Linked DNA regions of Mus musculus: all the other regions are linked to region 1. The links are chromatin contacts, called in public promoter capture Hi-C maps. All regions are on one chromosome and are shown on one strand. Each heading gives the region's core, a stretch centred on a gene start, on an enhancer-like site or on the middle of the called end of the contact. The rest is flanking DNA. Distances are from core to core; before and after follow the strand shown. Region 1 holds the start of Sec23a (SEC23 homolog A, COPII coat complex component). Region 2 holds the start of Scfd1 (Sec1 family domain containing 1). Region 3 holds the start of Strn3 (striatin, calmodulin binding protein 3). Region 4 holds the start of 1700031P21Rik (RIKEN cDNA 1700031P21 gene). Region 5 holds the start of Fkbp3 (FK506 binding protein 3).

What was found. Promoter capture Hi-C pulls out the DNA fragments that hold promoters and counts their contacts. Capture Hi-C pulls out chosen DNA fragments and counts their contacts.
Region 2: a promoter capture Hi-C map of pre-B cells shows a contact between it and region 1. The contact joins the promoter of Scfd1 here to the promoter of Sec23a in region 1. A contact is called at or near these places in 2 of 39 promoter capture datasets (cranial neural crest and pre-B cells) and 2 of 484 Hi-C or Micro-C datasets (B cells and CD4 T cells).
Region 3: a contact with region 1 is called in a promoter capture Hi-C map of pre-B cells. The contact joins the promoter of Strn3 here to the promoter of Sec23a in region 1. A contact is called at or near these places in 3 of 39 promoter capture datasets (the C10 cell line, cranial neural crest and pre-B cells).
Region 4: a promoter capture Hi-C map of pre-B cells shows a contact between it and region 1. The contact joins the promoter of 1700031P21Rik here to the promoter of Sec23a in region 1. A contact is called at or near these places in 2 of 39 promoter capture datasets (cranial neural crest and pre-B cells) and 1 of 484 Hi-C or Micro-C datasets (CD4 T cells).
Region 5: a contact with region 1 is called in a promoter capture Hi-C map of adipose tissue. The contact joins the promoter of Fkbp3 here to the promoter of Sec23a in region 1. A contact is called at or near these places in 7 of 39 promoter capture datasets (the C10 cell line, the HPC-7 cell line, cranial neural crest and 4 more), 7 of 484 Hi-C or Micro-C datasets (CD4 T cells, CD8 T cells, muscle stem cells and 3 more) and 2 of 9 other capture datasets (adipose tissue and liver).

What each region holds. Positions count from the first base shown.
Region 1 is chr12:59,010,049-59,013,844 of GRCm38.p6, reverse strand. Sec23a (SEC23 homolog A, COPII coat complex component) reads left to right here and starts at 1,828. Exons shown (of 20, transcript NM_009147.2): 1 at 1,828-1,999. Gemin2 (gem nuclear organelle associated protein 2) reads right to left here and starts at 454. Exons shown (of 10, transcript NM_025656.5): 1 at 232-454. The coding sequence starts at 368.
Region 2 is chr12:51,375,539-51,379,334 of GRCm38.p6, reverse strand. It overlaps Scfd1 (Sec1 family domain containing 1), which reads right to left and starts at 1,822. Exons shown (of 25, transcript NM_029825.3): 1 at 1,699-1,822. The coding sequence starts at 1,750. It overlaps G2e3 (G2/M-phase specific E3 ubiquitin ligase), which reads right to left. Exons shown (of 15, transcript NM_001015099.2): 15 at 2,349-3,796.
Region 3 is chr12:51,690,195-51,693,990 of GRCm38.p6, reverse strand. Strn3 (striatin, calmodulin binding protein 3) reads left to right here and starts at 2,077. Exons shown (of 18, transcript NM_052973.2): 1 at 2,077-2,569. The coding sequence starts at 2,288. It overlaps Ap4s1 (adaptor-related protein complex AP-4, sigma 1), which reads right to left and starts at 3,025. Exons shown (of 6, transcript NM_021710.4): 1 at 2,677-3,025.
Region 4 is chr12:52,600,688-52,604,483 of GRCm38.p6, reverse strand. It overlaps 1700031P21Rik (RIKEN cDNA 1700031P21 gene), which reads left to right and starts at 2,162. Exons shown (of 3, transcript NR_045910.1): 1 at 2,162-2,304; 2 at 2,429-2,494. It overlaps Gm35239 (a long non-coding RNA gene), which reads right to left and starts at 1,531. Exons shown (of 7, transcript XR_001780617.2): 1 at 1-1,531. LOC115488100 (a small nuclear RNA gene) reads right to left here and starts at 696; the gene lies at 590-696.
Region 5 is chr12:65,071,834-65,075,629 of GRCm38.p6, reverse strand. Fkbp3 (FK506 binding protein 3) reads left to right here and starts at 1,692. Exons shown (of 7, transcript NM_013902.4): 1 at 1,692-1,815. The coding sequence starts at 1,708. Fancm (Fanconi anemia, complementation group M) reads right to left here and starts at 27. Exons shown (of 23, transcript NM_178912.4): 1 at 1-27.

The DNA.
Region 1 (3,796 bases), core at 579-3,078:
CACCTAGATGAAAAGCAAAGAAATTTAAGAACACACGTCTTAACGTGCAATCAAGTTCAAAAGTTATCTGCCAACCGTAGGGTGTAATAAGATCTTAAATTTCCCGGACCTCCCGAAAGATAGGAACGCAAACAGAGGAGGGACTGTTGCACACCAAGGGTCAGGCGCGGCACCAGGGCTGTACACAGGGGCACGACAACCAGCCCACTCGCACGGGGCGAAATCACTCACTGCACTCTCCTCAGATATTCCTGAGGCGTCCTGGGGGGGACCGAGGGATCGAAACCTTCCGTCAAGTCACAGGGCTCCACAGGTAACAACCGTGGCATCAACTCTTCCACCGCAGACTCGGCTGGAACCCACGCCATGGTTCTCGCTCCCGCCAGTCTCAATCGGCGCCCAGAGTAGGCACGGCGCAGGCGCCTAAGCGACCTCCGCCGAGGCCACCGGCTACAGGCGCAAGGGGGCGGAGCCACACAAGAAACCTGCTGGTTGCATCAAGCTTATGGCACCGGTGGTGGAATGTAGCGCTCGAGAATAATTCCTGGCAGAAGTGGTTCCTGAAGAGTTTCTAGGTCGCTCTGTCTAATCCCATTTTCTCGTCTAAAGCTTGGGTAGGCGGCAGGGACTGAGGATGAACTTTGAAATCTTTAATATTTTTAAAATTAATGAACAATATCGCTATAATCGTCATTTTTAGAGTACTAAAGCCTTTAACCATTTGTAAACACGTTACATTCGTCTAAATCTTACAACCCCTTAGGGTGGTGTCTTTCTGACTTCGCGGGGAACAGAGTGGATGAATGCAGAACTTTTTGTTTTGTTTTTCACTTTTTCGGATAGCATCTTAAAGTTTAGTTGAGGCTGTTCTGGAACTCATTAGGTAGCTCAAGGAGTCTCAAACTTGTAGTGATCCGATCCCCTGGCCTCAGCTTCTGGAGTACCAAGTATCACACGAGGATAATTTTTAGGTTTTTGAGACTGTCTCTTCTGTGGCTTAGAAGGGTCTACAGTTTGCAGTGTAACGTAAGCTGGGCTGCCTTTTTTTTTTTTTTTTTTTTTTTTTTTTTAACCTTGACTATTGAGATTACAGGCATGAACCATCACCACTAGCCGAGTGAGATACTTAAAAACTTTAAAATTACTATTTTGCGATTGCTTGTGGGTCGGTGAGGAGGTCAGAATACAACTTCTGGGAGTAAAGTTTCTTTTTCTGCCTTATGAGTTCTAGGCAAGTGAGGTCCCTGAGCCAAGCCTTCTCATTGGCTCTTGACAACACACAGACGAAAACCCAAAATTAGAGGAGAATCCGAGCATCTATTTTCTAGCGAATACTTCAAATAATTGTTAACTCGTGCTTCGTTCTTTCTCCTCTTTGGACACGGATACAATGTCAGGAAAAAAACTTGCAAGAGCCTTTTCTATATACTAGAAAACAAAAACAATCGTTCAAGCAAACAGTAGACGTGAAAGCTACATCTGGTGGTTAACATTTTTTTTCTTTTTTTCTGGGGCTAGCAATGCCCTAGTCAGGTATTTTAACCTTAATCCTACACACGGCCTCGAGCGGCCACATCCCACCCTTTATTACTCCGGTTACCTCCCTTCCTCCACCGCCCTGGCTATCGCATCGCTTCCTGCTAGCCCCGCCCCTTCCTGAATTGTCCCCGCCCTCCGCTTTGCTTGGCCGTCTTTCACGCTCGCCCCACCCTCTTTATTACTCCCGGTTCATCTTTTCCGCCACTCAACGCGCCCATTACCTCCTGCGCGCCCCGCCTCTTCCGGGACTGTTCCCGCCCCTTCGCTGGTCGCCCCTCCCCGCCTCCTCCCCTTTGACGTGGCAGAGGCGGCACCAGCCATGTTGTCCTGGCCCAGGCCCTCCAAGAGGCCGGGGGCGGGGCGGGGCCGCCCCTGATTGCGGTGCCACGGCTGCTACAGGGCTTTGGAGCGGACTGACGACTGTGCAAGGCGGAGGCTGTGGCCGTCACGGAGCTTCTAGGTAGGTACTGTGGTAAGGACTAGCGTGGCAGCCACCTCTGCTCCACCGGGGTCTTAGTCGGAGCTGGGAGGCGGGCGGCGGGCCGGAGTGTCAGGATTGTTGGCTCTGTCCCGGCTGTGCTCTCGCATAAGCAGCGGGGCGTGCCGGAGGCTGTGGCCCAGCGCCGAACCGAGATCGCTGAACCCTGTGCTTGTCATGGCGACGGAGCGCCCTCGTCTTTAGTCCTCTTAGTTTAGGTGGAAGGACCGTAGCAGGATGGAGACCGAGGGTCTGAGCATCTGGCTCTGCACCCACCCCCACCTCCTGGGTGACACGCTTTGCCAACCCTGCCCAAGGCTCCTGTGCCCTGGGGCCTCTAGGTTCGTTTCTTGACTGCCCAGGAGTGCCCTAGACTTTGAACCCAGGTGACTACATCACCTGTAATTCGGCCTTGGGCCTTATAAAGGTTAAAGAAAAAACCACCAGGTATAGCTAGTGCCTGGGGCCTTGATTATTAATGATCAGGTTTCAGAACTGAGCAATACCATGCACTGGGGCATTTATTCTGTCTGTAGAGCTTTACTGTTTGTGGGAGAGGAACAGGAAGAGGTAAATAAATCCATAGGTAGAGTAGAGTTGGAGATGTCTAATTCATCTCGTCAGCTAAACTTCTGTCCTGTCTTAACACAACCCCACCCTAAACCACGGATAGCTAGGCACATTTACTGAAAGAAATTTAAATTTAAATGTATACTAACATCTTCCTTCTTTCCAGCATCATCAGAGGGCCTTTGTTTTTTAATTGTTTCAATGACCAATTTTATTATTGCCCCCAAAATTCTCACATAACTGATGTGAAATTTGAAGGCCAGAGAAGTTTATTGCCCAAGAGCAAAAATTTGTTACTCAGTCTATTTCATTGGAAATTTTACAACTGGGCCTGGGAAGATGGCTCAGAAGTTAAGAGCACTGGTTGCTCATCCACATGAATACACACACATACACGGGCACAGAAACACACACTCACACAGAGAACTCACTACTGGCTTACAACCTCTTGTAATACACTTACACACACAGTGCCTCATTACCTATTTACAACGATTTGTAACACACCCACATACCTTTCATCTCAACCCCCAGCTCACTAGTGGTTAACAAGCAACTCCATTGGTAGAGGATCCACCACCCACTTCTGGCTTCCACAGGTACTGCACACACATAGTATACAGGCAGATACAGGCAAAACACCAATAGACAAAAATGAAATAAATATATATAAAAGAAAACTTGCAACTGAAATGTAGGGAGGTAAGGTGGTAACAGATAACTAATTTACTTAAAATTTGTATGTTTTCCCATTAGGAATGCATAAGGGGGTAAAAATGGAATAGAGAAAACCGATACTATGGGAAGCCTTTCAGGATGTAGGAAAGTGTTTGCTGTGTTATGATAAAGTGACATGAGGCTTTGACTCTATCAGGAGAAATTACTTAATTAAAATAGTCATCACTGCAATAAATTATTGAAAAAATGTGACTTTTTTTTAAAAAAATGGCCTTTTGTATCTTTATCACGTTTTAAGAAGATGAGTTTGTAAAATCTGCATTATAACAATATTTCAGGATGTGTGTGTGTGTGTATGTGTTTCAAACAGGGTCTTACTATGGCAGGTCTGGAACTGACAAGAGATCCATCTGCCTCTGCCTCCTACGTGCTAGGATTAAAGTCCTGTTCCAACAAGCTTGGCTCTATTTTTCGGCTAATGTTCGTATTGGATGATCAGGCGCTTGCCAAATAGATCATCACACTAAGGAG
Region 2 (3,796 bases), core at 573-3,072, 7.6 Mb after region 1:
TTTGCAGCAAAGCATCTCCCACCTAGAATATTAGAGGATTTTTGTTACTAAATATTCTCAACAGAAATCAATGAAATGTTACTCCTACAAAGGATTTTCTTCTGGAAATAAGGCATGATCCATGTATAGTATGAATTTAATAACTGATGCAGCACAAGCTATACAGTAATAATGTGGAATCTTGCTATAATGAAGTTTATTTTCACCAAAAGACAAAACATTTAGTGTTTTACAATGTCCGAATATTAAAGATGTACTGTTGCATAAATTCAACTTTTAAAAGGTTTCCTTTCATCAGGACAGTTTTACTGATGGGTAGTAAAATCCAATTCATTTAGTTTTATTAAGATATTGGACCCAGGCCGGGCAATGGTGGCGCACACCTTTAATCCCAGCACTCGGGAGGCAGAGGCAGGCGGATTTCTGAGTTCGAGGCCAGCCTTGTCTACAGAGTGGGTTCCAGGACAGCCATGGCTACACAGAGAAACACTGTCTCGGAAGAAAAAAATAACAAACAAACAAACAAACAAACAAAGAAAAAGATATTATACCCAAACTTCTAAGAGAACTTGGGCTTCTGTTTGCTTGCAAATAAAATTAATTATCAAGCATTCTCAAATAATATTTGCTTACCATATTTTAAGTTATGCTTTACCGTTTTACTAAATTACCTACTGAGAAATGTAGAACTCAGTATGTTTTCTGTTAAGTATGCTACATTCAAATCTATCTTTTTTTTTTTTTAACACAAGGGAAGGAATCAGGCACAGTTCAAATTCTATTGCTATGTTGTATTGCTTGTAACCAATTGTTTTTCATACAAATAAGCATAGGTTCAAGAGAATTAAAGTTCTTTATCGCTTATGGACGATTTCTATTCTCTTTGGGAGTTACTAGATAAGTAGTATATGTAAGTCAGTTCTGATTTATACATATCACATTATATATGATATACGTATAGGTAATTATTCTGGGGCCAATATACATACATTAAGTTTCTAGAGTTTACTGAAAATAAGGAAAATCAGGTGTATCTCACATGTAAAAAAAAAAAAAAAACTAAACTAAAACCAAGGGAAGAAATATGTATCTTTAAATTTTTACTTTATAAATGGGTGTACAAATATGCTCTACTTAAGATACAACTGTTCTATATTTTAAGATTATTATCTGTGGAACAACTGAAAGAGGACGCTGTTAATTTGATTTGACATTCCGAAGTCTCTTCCAGCTTTATCACCTGGCATTTTCCATCAGCTTCTCCCAAAGGGTCCAAAGATGATGGCATAAAGTAAGGTGCTCGGAAAAGAATACTTAGATTTTGTAATCATGGCTCAAGTGTCAAAAACAGGTTTTTTTAAAAAAAACCCTAAAACTGAAAGTGAAAACCAAACCGACCTGGGAGACTTGAAATACGAACACAAACCTATAGACCTCGTTAAGTGACAAGACAGGAAAGAAAACACCAGCTGCTGGTCCTTGCCCTGATGGCCTTCTAAAACTCGGCAATTAAAAAATAAGTAGCTAGCACTGTAGCAAGCAGCCTGTGGTAAAGGCTGTGAAGCTTACAGGCATCTCTTCCCCACAACCTCAAAACGGAGCAGCTCTCAAAGCTCAACTCCGAGCTGTACGAACAACCCAGAGATGATGACAGGCCGCTGCTGAGGCACACACTGCAGAGAAGGAAATACCGAGTACCTGTTTGCCTCTCCCGAATGCTGGCCGTGGCCGCCATCTTGCTTCCCACCATCCACTGCCCGGCTGGCACTGGGAGCCCGAAGATGACGTGGCCCTACCTCCCGCGCCGGAAGCAGAACCAGGAGGCGGGCTATGGCGGCAGCCGGCCCGCCTCCCCGGTCCCAGCCCTCGCCTTTCCTCACAGACATTGGTGTTTGCAGATTTCCCAGCAGCGTTTCTAACTAATCGGGGCGAACCTCCCGAGGTCGCTACTCTTAAACCGCTTCTCAGGGCATGGGCGTGGTGGAGCGCTTACAATCTAATTGATAGTGCACTTCTCATCAAGTTTAAATCCTCATAAAAATTTACAAGGCCAAATGAGACGCCAGAAATTGCGTTTTCTTGATTTCCATAACAGTAGTGTCCCTTCCCTCTTTCCTCTGGGGGGGGAGGGGGGGGGGAAACTACAAGCGTGGTAATTTATTCCGTTTGATTTCTTCAGGAAAGGGCTTTGGCCTGCTAGGGTATAAAATCACAGAAAAGCCAAATGGCAGAATTTCCTCTCAGTAGTGCAAATTAAAAAAACAAATGATTGTGAGCAGAATCCGGATGATCACAGCCAGGTTTGGTACATTTAGAGCCCTGTGATTATGAAATAAATCTCACATCGACCATTTTCATAATAGATTTTATTAATGTCAAAAATATATACAATGACAACTTATTACCAATCAATGAACCCACCGATGACACTGCATTATGGATTAATTCTCAGGCAGTCAGATTCTGAAATGAAATCATACTTTCAAAAATTTGGCTTTCAAAATTATACAAATAATTTATCTTATTTTTTAAAATCAAGATTGCATTTTTTTTACAATAAAAACACATTTGACAGATGTAGATACCTATTTTTATAAAGTTACAACAGGTTATCTATAACTACCAGTTTGTGCCCTAGGGGAAGTATCTCAATTCTGGTGTCCATGGACTCTTGAGCAGAATGGCTTTCCCACCTTCCAGTGAGTTTAATCTTACTCACCTGAGAATCCCCACTTTTAAGTACAAATTTGTCATTTGACCATTTAAGTTCCATACTAACTCCTTCCAAGACTATAAGGCACATTATCATAAAATACTAAGACATTTATACAGTGTGCATGTTTCTGTCCAATGGTGTAATGTGGGGAGTAAACATAAAGATATATATATTCATTAGAAGAGTAACTATATAGAACAGTCCTGCAAAGCTACGACCAAGAATGATATTAATGTTGATTATAAGAATAAAAATCATGACTTCAGAGTTAGATTTATTGTAGCTGTTTAACTCCAGATTTTTTGGTTTAAATAATTGAACATCAAGGGATAGTTTTATCTTAGAAAATTTGCTAAAAACAGTTTGTTTCTTGAGTTCAAGGAGCTCTCAGACAAGAAGAGTAAAGATTTTGGATCTTACCCACTTTAATAACATCAGCCTCGTAAATGGACTACTTGTTTAAGACAATCCTGGAAATAGGGAAGGGGTTCAGTATGAGGCAAGAAGGGGAGTATGACCAAAGCTCATTACACACATGTATGCATGTGTCGTGACAGCCTGTTTTAAACAATTACATACTAATAAAAAGGAAAAGAAACACATCTGCACTAAAAGACCACCCCATCCTTATTAGATGCCTGACACAGCTAGAGACATGCAAGCAGAGAACACTTCAACTGAGAAAATGGCTCCATGAAACCAGGAAGTAAGCAACCCTGAAAGGCATTTTCTTAATTAGTGGCGAATGGGAAGGGCCCAGCCCGTGTGCAGTGCCACCCTGGACTAGTGGCCTTGGCTTCTGTAAGAAAGCAAATGAGCAAGCCATGGAAAGCAAGGCAGTAGGCAGCAATCACTTTGTATCAACCCCCACCAGCAGACTCCTGCCTTGACTTCCCTCCTTGAGGAACAGTGCTATTCTGCCTTTCTGTCTCAAGATTCCCAACACATTTATTTAGTTTATATGAACACTTCACAACTTCACATTTTAGTGGCATAAAAACATTTACTTAGAAATGTTATTGTTAAATGTTCATGCTTTTTTTTTTTTTTAATGTTTTGGTCATACTTTAAAATTAAACC
Region 3 (3,796 bases), core at 828-3,327, 7.3 Mb after region 1:
GGGGGGCAACCTTCCTGTGAGCTGAAGTGTGAAATGAGAAATATAAATGTGCAACTTGCTCTTTTGACATAATCACCAGCCATGTGGGCTTCAGATCCCTAAAAGCTTCCTTGTGTTCATAAAATAGGTACCCAGGATGTAAGTTTTTCTGAGCTTTTTATGTGTTCTTTCTTAAGGAATGGGACTGCTTGAGCCAGCTGTATGCTGATTGTCAATAACTCTTAGATAACAGTACTATTTCTTCATATAAAAAAAAAGATGTATTTACTTATGTGAGTACACTGTTGCTCTCTCAGACACACCAGAAGAGAGCACTGTATCCCATTTCAGATGGCTGTGAGTCACTGTGGTCGCTGGGAACTGAACTCAGGACGCCTAGGAGAGCAGTCAGTGCTCTTAACTGCTGAGCCATCTCTCCAGCCTCATTTCTTCATTTACTAAAGACTACATTTCATAAATATGGTAATAAGTGTAACAGATCGAATTAGTTCTTTATAACACAGCAGACATGACAAAATAAAATGTATTTCTTTTTCTCTCTGAAGTTATATGAAGTCACTTATATGCTCCAATGTGAAAATTTGAATAGGCTTTCAGAGTGAAAATAAAAGTTTAAAAACATAACCAATTTTATATACTATTTCTTGTATAGCTGTAAGTACTGTGTATTTTTCTTTTCATTTGCTGTTACATAGGTTATTAGGTTTTTTGTTTTTTTTTTCCTTCTTCTTCTTTCCTTTTTTGGCTTTTCCAGACAGGGTTTCTCTGTTGTCCTGGCTGTCTGGGAACTCTGCAGACCAAGCTGGTCTGAAACGAAACCCAGAGATCAGGTTGTCTACCTCTGCCTCCCGAGTGCTGGGATTAAAGACATGGTTCACCAAGCCCGGTAGCCAGGCTGTTACCTCAACTTACAGAAAGCCGGGCGTGGTGGCACGCCTCTCATCCCAGCACTCGGGTGGCAGAGGCAGGCGGATTTCTGAGTTCGAGGCCAGCCTGGTCTACAAAGTGAGTTCCAGTTCAGCCAGGGCTATACAGAGAAACCCTGTCTCGAAAAAACCAAAAAAAGAACTTACAGAAAAATGCACACTATAGCACCTAAAAACTGACCCTTTGTGTATGTAGTATTTCATTCTAAAACCATTTAATGATGAAGAAAGATATCGTTGTGTTGATTTAGTTCATCTTAAGTTCTATTTACAATACTTTCATTTTGTTTCGATCAAAATTTCTGCCACTAATGACAATATCTGCGTTCATTGACTTCTAAACATCAGTCTCTTTGAAAGTTATCGTTTGCCATCCAACCCACTATTCTCAAGAATTCAAGATATCACAACTTCTTCAGGAAAAAAAAAAAAAAAAAAAAAAAAAAAAAAAAAAAAGCAATAGCTCAAACACAGAGAATCTCAGAATAATAAAGACTTAAGAAGTTACAACGGGCGGCCAGGAGCACCGAAGTGGGACCAAAGAAGCAGGTTGCGACGAAGCCCAGGAGCCAGTGAGAAAGTCCGGAAGAATCTGGGCTATTTGCCAAACGTAGACGTCTCCAGAATCCTGCAGACTGACTGGTGCCACGAAACCAGAGGTCAAGTGAGTGACAGGCAGAAAAGAGGCCCGACCCTCTGGGACTGAGCAAAACACGCCAGGAATTCTAGAGAAACGTCAGGAATTCCAGGGCAGTACGGAGGACGCCTTGCACGCAGCTCCAGAGCCCAGGCCCTCAGCTGAGACCCACGCTGCCCCTAAGGATACGTGCGTGAGGAAAACGACCCGGAAGCCCGACGCCCACGCGCTTCCCCAAAGTCAAGGCAGCATCCAGATTCCACAGGCGTAGAAAAGCTGGGGCCCGGCGCCCGAGTTGGGGCGGGGCCCAGGCCTTTCCCCGCCTCCCGAAGAGCGGTCCATCCTCAGTGCGCCTGCGTGGGGTGAGGCCGGACTCTTTTTGGCTCTCCGGAGTGCGGCTTGCAGCGGCGTTCTCTACCCAGCGTGCCGTGCGCGAGCGGCGGCCCTCCGTCCCTCCTCCTCCTCCTCCGTCCCTCCTCCTCCTCCCGCCGCGGCCCCCCTCTCCCCCAAAGTGAGTGAGTGAGACGGGCAGATGGAGGAGGTACCGTAATGGCGGCGGCCGGCAGCTCCCTGCTCTGATCCGCGGCAAGCACACGGCAACGACCCCCTCCCCGGCCGTCTCCCGGCCGGCCCCCCGCCCTGCGGTCGGCGCGGGGCCACCGTCCCGGCCCTCCCCGCAGCTGTCGGCGTCTGGCACTGCGCCCCGGCCGGGGCCCCACACACAATGGACGAGCTGGCCGGAGGCGGCGGCGGCGGCCAGGGGATGGCAGCCCCTCCCCGGCCGCAGCAGGGACCCGGGGGGAACCTGAGCCTGCCGCCGGGAGCGAACGGAGCGCCGGGCGGCGGGGGTCCTCCGGCCGCCGAGGCGGCGGGGCCCCCGGCAGGCCCGGAGCTGTCCCGGCCGCAACAGTACACGATCCCGGGGATCCTACACTACATCCAGCACGAGTGGGCTCGCTTCGAGATGGAGCGGGCGCACTGGGAGGTGGAGCGGGCCGAGCTGCAGGTACGTCACCCGTCACCCCTCTCGACTGCGAGCTGGGGCCGGGGCCACGGGCCGCGGGGGTGGGGCCGGGGCTGAGGCCCGTGCCCTCAAGGGCGGAGGGGACCTACCTGAGCCGCTCCGGCCGGCGAGCGGTGACGGCGCGCCCGGCTCCCTCCTCACGGGCGGCGCGCTGCGGGCATCCTTGGGGCAGCCATTTTGGCTTTTAGCATGGCGTCCGCAGGGCTCCTCCGGAGCCACCTCTCCTGGGCCTCCGGGGTTTGGGCCCAGCGCCTCTGGGCGAGAGTCTGGCGTGGGCCCGCTAGGCACTGAGTTTGCGCTTGTGGGTCCCCTTGAGGGTGAGGCCACGCGGAGAGGGCCTGGGATGAGCGTCTTTGCCTCCTGGCTCCTGCACCCCCTTCCGATGTGGCGTCCTGCCCCCTCCCCCGCGCCTCGGTACGCACTTGCCCCTTGACAGCCACGCCGCTTCGGGCTACCGCCGCGCACAATGGCTCGCGGCCGGCCGGACAAGTTTGCCTTCCCATCCTCAACTCCTTTAAGTACCTGCGATGCCGCTCTACTCACTTGGATTTCCTTTAGCGCTTACTGATTCATCAACACTTTAACTGAATATTTCTCTCTTGAGTCGGCTTCTCTAGAGTTCCCTACTATATTCATGTTTTTACTGATGCAAAGCAAAGCTGGGCTGTCAGTACAGTATTTAGGAAATGTCTGCGGAAAGAATTGGTCTTAATTTGAAGTAGACCGTACTTATCGCTTAGTACAAGCTAAAACGGAGTTAAATGTCCACTTAATGTGATCCTCTGACAGACTTGGGTTATCCTAACTTTTGGAAGGTGACAGTTGCGGGTTCATGCCTTGAATTTTTAAAATTGCTGCATCTGTTTGAAAGGATTATTCAAGCTGGAGGATGACTGCGTTTAGTTTTAAGTTCCTTTCCAGGGTTTAATTTAAGCTTAGAAGAAAAAAAGCGTGTATCTAATTAAGCGTTGCACCTGTTTTTCAGACTTATAAATTTCGACATAAGCAATATTGTTCGTTATTATACACACACACACACAATAACTTTGGTGAGAAATAATGTTGAAACAACAGCGTGATTAATGAATGTAGAAAAGGTATCCTCAAATAAATATGAGTCTTCAGTTTGGTGTCGAATAGTAAACTTTTTAATTACATTGATTAATTTATTTCTGACCTGATTATTTACAAACTATAAACAATTTTATT
Region 4 (3,796 bases), core at 913-3,412, 6.4 Mb after region 1:
AACCTCGATTTTTGTTATCTCTCTGTAGTGTTAAATAAAGTACATTGGGTGTAAACTGAGATTCTAGTTTACAATGCTGGCAACTTTGTATATATCTTTATAAGATGGAGTTTCGCGGTAACAGGTAGGTAATACTAAACCCCAAGCACCCCGGGAATAATGACATTTTTCTCTTAGAAGACTTTTTAGTTTATGAATTTCTTTATTAATCTTTTTTTTTTTTAATTTACATTGATGAATTGATGAGCCCTAATAGGGAAACAGCAGGAGCGTCGCTAGTTCATTCTCTTCCGGCTTGTAGACCCGAGTGTGTGTAACAGCTAAAAAACAGCCTGCCATTAGGATCTGTCTCACTAGGCGCCCCTCTGCATGTAGCCTGGAAGAAACACTGGCCAATGATGCATTCCCCAAATTTAATAACAGCAGATTTTAGTTGATGAAAACAAGCACTAGGGGCCAGATACAGTAGTAAAAAGCTAGGATAGGATTTAAGAATGACGCGCTGGGTTGACTTGGAGACGCTGTGAGGGAGAAGTCAAAAGTTATTGTTTGGAATTTGGTCCAATGACCTGTTCATAGTAAGCAGAGCCAAAATATGGAACGCTTCACGAATTTGCGTGTCATCCTTGCGCAGGGGCCATGCTAATCTTCTCTGTATCGTTCCAATTTTAGTATATGTGCTGCCGAAGCGAGCACGATCGTAGTGTCTAGCCGTGGACTATATAAGGACGAAGAATTCCTGACTTTTTAAGTTAGGGTGACTTTGACCCGCGTTTTTCTCCTAGCCTCCCAGTAAACCCGGGAACAAAGAAAAAGTTTTTTCAGTGAAACTGTGTAGCTATGCTCATGAACCCCTGCTGCTTAGTGGGGATCACGCTGGCGGCGTGGGTCCGTGTGGTTTACCTTGGGGTTATGCAAATTAGCTCCTGGTGCATGTTGGGTAAGAGCCTTCCTCTAGAGGCCTGGGGAGGGGAGTGAGTTCTCTAAGCAGTCCGCTATCCGGCACGCTGGGAGGCTCGCTGTTCTCCTACGTCTGTGTGGGAGCTTGAGAAATGTGTGGCAGCTAAGTGACCAGGGCCCTGACTCGATCACCTACTCCCCCCACACACTAAAACAGGACACTTGTTACCTATGTTCCACTAGTCCAATGCCTGTTGAAGTATGCCCAACCCGCCAGGTGACCCCTCCCCAGCATAGCCTACTCGGTCCCAGAACTATGGGCACCATACTCTAGGAACGCAGCAAAAGCTTGGGGAGGTCCTCTAGAGCCTGGGGTACAGTCTGTTCCCAGCAGGCGCTGCCCGGCCTGGACCCGCGAGTTTGACTGGGCGGCCACGCCCGTCCACTCTCTGCGGGTGGCCGGTCGCAGGTAACGCCTGCCTGTGCACATTTTGCGCAGGCGCCGATTAGGTCCAGGACCGAGGCTCGGGGACCAGGGGCCGCACCCCTTCACAGGTGTCTGGCAGGCGCTAGACGTTGCCTGGTAACCAAACATCCGGAACACAGATGCAAGGGCGGAAGCCCACCTACTTGGCCTGAGAGGGAAATTTAAGGATTTACACTGCTCACTTTGGAGTAGAATAATAGCAGAGTCACTCTTGTACTTCCGTTCCTTTTCCTGTATATTAAATGACATGTTAGCCCTGTTATGATACAAATGTGTAAAACATACCTACTTGGAGGAAATATTTGTTGTAATTTTAAATAACAGCGAAGTCTTAGCTGTTCAAGTCATAGCTTTGTGGGCTGTAAAATGAGGGACAAAGGTCAGAAACTGCTAGTTTGGTGTGGTTTCAGTATTTCTCAGAATGAAGTCTGGGCAAAGGTTTTCCTGTGTGCTTATAATTATCACCATTAGTCGGCTGTGGTGTGGCACCTGCCTGTAATCCCAGTACTTGGGTGGGAAACAGAGAAGAACTAGAAGTTCAAGGGCAGATTTCCCTACATAGTGAATACAAGCCCAGCCTAGGCTAGTCAGCTAAAATTCCTTCTCTTGAGCAGACAGACAAGGCCTATCCTTGTTCCAGCAGCAAACAGAAGAGTCCTCCAAAGGACACTCTGCGGAGGGAATGGTGAGTTGAGCTTCCTTCTATGACGTAAAGGAGGAGTTGCTCACAGAGCCAGGGTGTTCATCCCCCCAAGTTACGCCTAGAAAGCCTTTACCCAGTCGGGATGAAGACTTCTCCACCCAGCCACCCCACTCCCTTAGTCTTCCTAGGTTACAGACTCTACCCCTCCCCTCAGCGAGGCCACTTCTAGTTATGGATAAAATTGCGTACTACAGTAGGTAGGGTGGATACTCAGGTAAGGGTCGCCTGACCTCCCTGCCCCTTTATGAGCAGGTGTGGGTCAACAAGCCCAGCTGAGATGATCTTTTGCCAGTAGACATTACAGAATGTGGTAAGATAGATTTTGTTTGTTTCAGAAGATAGTCCTGTACAACACCTATACAAACTGTCTCAATTCATTAACAAACGAACTACCGAAGGACAAGGCAAGTTACTACTTAATTTAACTAGAGTTTCTTTTTTTTTTTTTTCCCTTCTCCTCGTCCTCCCATCTTTCCTCCAACTTGGCATGAGAAAATAATTTTAAAACTTGTTTAATTGGCACCGGTTTTCTGATATGCAGAAAAAGAAGGGTTATGAAGTCACGCAGAGCCGGGCGGTGGTGGCGCACACCTTTAATACCAGCATTCGGGAGGCAGAGGCAGGCGAATTTCTGAGTTCGAGGCCAGACTGGTCTACAGAGTGGGTTCCAAGACAACCAGGGCTATTCAAAGAAACCCTGTCTCAAAAAAAAAAAAAAAGAAAGTTGGTTGTTTTCTAACAACTTTTGAAAAGTAATAAAACACTGTTCTTCCCCCAGGAAAAACAGGAGTGAAAATGACAGGTCTATTGAATTAAAATTTCCAATTAGATGCTTTTTAAAAATGCTTTGGTGTAACTTTCTATTAGCCTGCCTTTTATGATAATTTTGTATTTATTTACTTTCCATCTAGATTGCAACTTCCCCTTTCTCCTCTCCTCTGAGACCCTCCCTCCCTCCCTCTCCTCACAGTCCCTCCCTCTCACCTCACCTCTCCCCCTCCCCCTCCCTTTGTTTCCATAAACTAACATTCAGATGTCTGAATGAATGCTTAATCAAGCCAACTTCAGGTTTAGGTCAGTAAACAAGCATTAATTTAATGATTTTTATCTCAACATCCCCATGAGGTTAAATGGGTTTTAGTACTTCTTTTAATATTTTTATTGCATTGTTTATTTATTTCCTTTGCATGTGTGTTGTGGTCAGAGGACAATTTGCCAGGAGTTAGATTTCTCCTTCCACCAAGTAGGTTCTAGGGATAAAACCCTCATTCATTGGGCTGGATAGCAAGCGCCTTTACCAATCTCACTGATTTTCAGTACTTCTGAGGACTCCAAAGTATGTGGGTAAGATTTAGTTTTCTTTTCTTTCAAGTGAAAAATTAACTTGAGATAGAGATTATAGAAGAAAACATAGGAAAGTATTTTTTGCAACCTTAGGGTGAACAAAGAGTTCTAAGATAGAATACAGAAAGTAGAATCTCTGAAAAACTTGTCAAACTGGTCTTTATCATAAACAGAGTCAAACTGTTCAACAGAGAGTCAAACTGTAATACAAGACAAATCTCAAGAGAATAATCAGAACCCATCATCAGAAATGTATCAAGAATAAATTAAGATGGGGCTGGAAAAAAGGCTCAGCAGTTAAGAGCACTGGTTGCTTTTCCAGAGGACCCAGGCTCATTCATAGCAAACACCTGATGGCTCAC
Region 5 (3,796 bases), core at 443-2,942, 6.1 Mb before region 1:
TAGTCTCCCGCCAGCGACACAGTGGGTCCCGGGGGCGGGACTGGCGGGTTAAAGAACCCGCCGCCGATTTTGCGGCGGGAAGATGATTGGTTGCCATTCCGGAAATCAGAAGAAGCGCATGCGTATTGCGCGAAGTGTGTGACGGGCTGGGGGCGGGTGTCTGGATTTAGCATCTTTGCAAGTTTTGCTGTGTTTTGTTTGTTTTCGTTTTGTTACCCTTCCCATCCCTCGAGCGGGCTTGAAGGCAATCTCAAACCTGGAGCGGTGGCTCTGGCCTGAGGAGGAGTCTGGAGAATCAGGTCTAGGTCATCCTTGACGTCCAGAGTTTCCAGGTCAAAATTAACATAAGTAAATAGAATGTAGTTTTTGCTGTGCTTTAAATGAGCTGTCACTGCTAACGACATACTACATACGGGGTTAAGATACATAACTTCGTGACCCCAGGACAAGCATTCAGTCATCGTTTGTAACCGTAACATGATTGAAGCAAAAGTAGAGATAAATAATATTTTTCTCCATCTATGCTGAGAAAATGCAGTTTTGTGTTATACAAATGGCAGTTTTAATGTTTTGTCTGTCTAAAGAATGTGCTCTGGCCCTGCATTCATTGAGAAACTAAAACAAATACATTTTTGTCGTGGGATTTCTTTTTCTGTTTTCCTCCGTATGTTTTTGTTTCACACGGGTTCTTGCTCTGAGGCCCACTCTGGCCTGGAACTCTGCATGCAGACCAAAATGACCTTGAGTTGGCCAATGTCCTGCCTCATCTTGTAAGGGGCTATACGGGCTCCTAAGTGCTACAGACATACACTTCATATCTTAACTCTCACATAATGATTACAGCTATAGAGCAGTAAGTGTTCTTGCCCAGTTCTGTTAGTGACAGCTTTCTGCTTTTAGTCTTGGGTACCAGTACAAAATCGGTAAACATCTATTTCCTCAGTTACTGAAACAAAGTACAAACACGCGAAGCTCTTGCTGTACATACACCACCCTCACTATCGTAAAGAGGTATTTTAAGTACAGCGTAATTACATTGTTTTATTCAAGTTTCTAAATTTGTAGGCAAAGCTCTGTCGGGAGAGGTTTGCATTTAGTTTTGTGGAAATTGTTTGATGGGCAAGGACTAGGCCAATCCAGATAAGATTAGAGTAGAACTAGCCTAAAATGAGATTGAAAACCCGAATGCTGTTATTTTCTTTAAACCGTTTACAATCTGTACTTTTAAAGACATCGTAAGCCGTAAATAATAAACAAGTGGGCGTGATGGCTGCCCAAAGAACGCCTCAGAAAGCATCAAAATAAGGTTTGCCATCATCACTGCATGCCGCTGGCCAAGAGACCTGCACAGATTTTCATTCTACTCAACAAGGCCCTCACAGCCCAGTGTTGACATCACCCTAGCTCACGAGTCAATCCGGTTTAGGACCATGGCGGCCGGGCCCCGGAGTCCCGCGCAGGACCCGTGGGGACAGAGAGTGGACGGAAGAAACCCCCAGGCTCAGCAAAGCAGAAGCCCCGCCTCCTCGCGCGCCACGCATGCCCAGGCCACCCTTCAGGGCCGGGGCTGCGTAGAAAGTGTGGGCTGATTCCAAAAGGCGGAGGCCCCACCCCTAGAGCGTGGCGTAAGCCCGGGCCACGCCCTGAGGGCGGGACCGCGCCGGATTGAGGCGGGCTGGCTCAGTGCAGCGGCAGCAGCAGGGGAAGATGGCGGCGGCTGTTCCGCAGCGTGCATGGACCGTGGAGCAGCTGCGCAGCGAGCAGCTGCCCAAGAAGGACATTATCAAGTTTCTGCAGGATCACGGTTCAGATTCGGTACCAAAGGCATCTGGGCGGCCAGGCCGGGGCGTCCCGGGGCAGCTTCACCCCCCCCGGAGATGCCTTACATACCGGATTCCTCGGTGCCCCCGCCCTCGCCCTCTGTGGCCGGTGCTGGCCAGGCCTGAGCGGCCCGCGTGAGCTCCCACTCTCCCGCCCCTTGGGCCGCCCCAGATTCCGCGGGGTTCGGCCCTTATTTCCTAGGGCAGGCCCTGGAGCTGCGGCCGTAGATTTAAATCCCAGACAGGATCTGTGAGGGCCGAGGACCTGAGGAGAAGGACCCTGAAATGCTGGCGTCTGAGGCGGGGGCGAGGACTCGGGAGTGCATGCTGCCGGGGCGCACAGTGCTGGCCACTGGGAAATGGGAGGGAGGGGTGTAAGGATGCGAGGGAGCCTCGTGTGCATCTAGTTTGTCTTACCCATGTACTGAATACCGAACTATGATCCGTGATTTTCAGAAACCCACATATTACTGTTTTAACTTTTTTTGTTACAAATCTTTTACAAAATAACCTTAGGGGAATTAAATGTGAATTTTTAATACGGCGGGCTTCTGTGATTATAAGCACGCAGATTTGAAAAATTCTAGTTGTATAATGCAGCTTTCAGCCCTGTCCGCATCTTAGCCACCCATTTTGTAGTCACGGGTTATTTTGTTAGACTTGAGTTTTTGCCCTTCAGGAAGGGTCATTCATTCCCACCCCCACCCCAGCCCCCCCGACTCCTTAATCTTTTTGGAGGCAACATCTCATAGCCCAGACAGGCCTCAAACTCCCTTGACCTTACCTTCATCTAGCAAGTGCTAGGAATAACAGCCCTGCTCCATCACGTCATGTTCTGTACCTCAGTTAAATTATTTTGAGGTTTTTTTTTCCGGGGGGGGGGGGTTGCTTTGTTTTTGTTTTTTGAGACAGGGTTTCTCTGTGTAGCCCTGGCTGTCCTGGAACTCGATCTGTAGACCAGGCTGACCTTGAACTCAGAAATCCACCTGCCTCTGCCTCCCAAGTGCTGGGATTAAAGGCGCTCTCCACCACTGCCCCACCTCAGTGGTCATACACGATGTGCATCAATCTACCATTTTAAAATAGAAGGTGCAGCCTAAATTAAGTTTTGCTACAGATTTTCAGATTCAAAAATGTCAAGATAGCGAGTGCTGTGTGATTCCAAAATATGAAAATGCATTTAGTGACATTTAAATGGGTATTTTCCAGTGATCATTCACATACTCATGCCTGTGTTTTTACAGTCCTGTCATTTCGGTTTAAAAAGTTTCTGGGTTCTTTTGAGAAGATTGTATTTTCACTTAAGATCTTGTTGGGAGACCCAAGAACTCTCACACTTCTCCAGGCGTCAGGATATGGTCCAGCCATATTTATGAAACGTGTAGTACACTGTAGAACTGTTTGAGTGAATATACAAGAGTGAAAGGAAAAGGCCCCTTTGCGGATAGACCCACTTGCCATTTTAATGGGTATTCTCTTGAGCCATTATGATGTTCAGCAGTAGAGTTGGGCATTTAATACCTCAATACTGTACTTCTTAAGCTGTCTTTAAACAGCTTATTTATCCCAAGGTAGACTGTAAAGTTTTTAATTGTTTTTCTTCTTCTAGACTCTTAAGCGCCACTGACCTGACTTGGACCATTTCAAGAGACTTGGAACATATAACAGTTTTGTGATAATTTTTGTTCCCCAGTGATAGTCTTTTACCTAAATTAGTTGATGGTCATTATTTTTGTTACTCATAAACTATTAGATAGTTGTATTTTAGGTATTTTTCTGGACTCTCAAAGAAATGACAAAAGTGCTGAAGTAACTGATTGCTTCTATATAACCAACTTTTATCTCCTTTCGCCAGTCTTTTCTCATCTACAGTAGAGATCATGGTGGTTCATGCCTTTAATTCCAGAGGCAGGAAGATCCGAGTTCCAGGTCAGCCTAGACTAACTACACAGTCAATTCTCAGCTGGCCAGGGTTA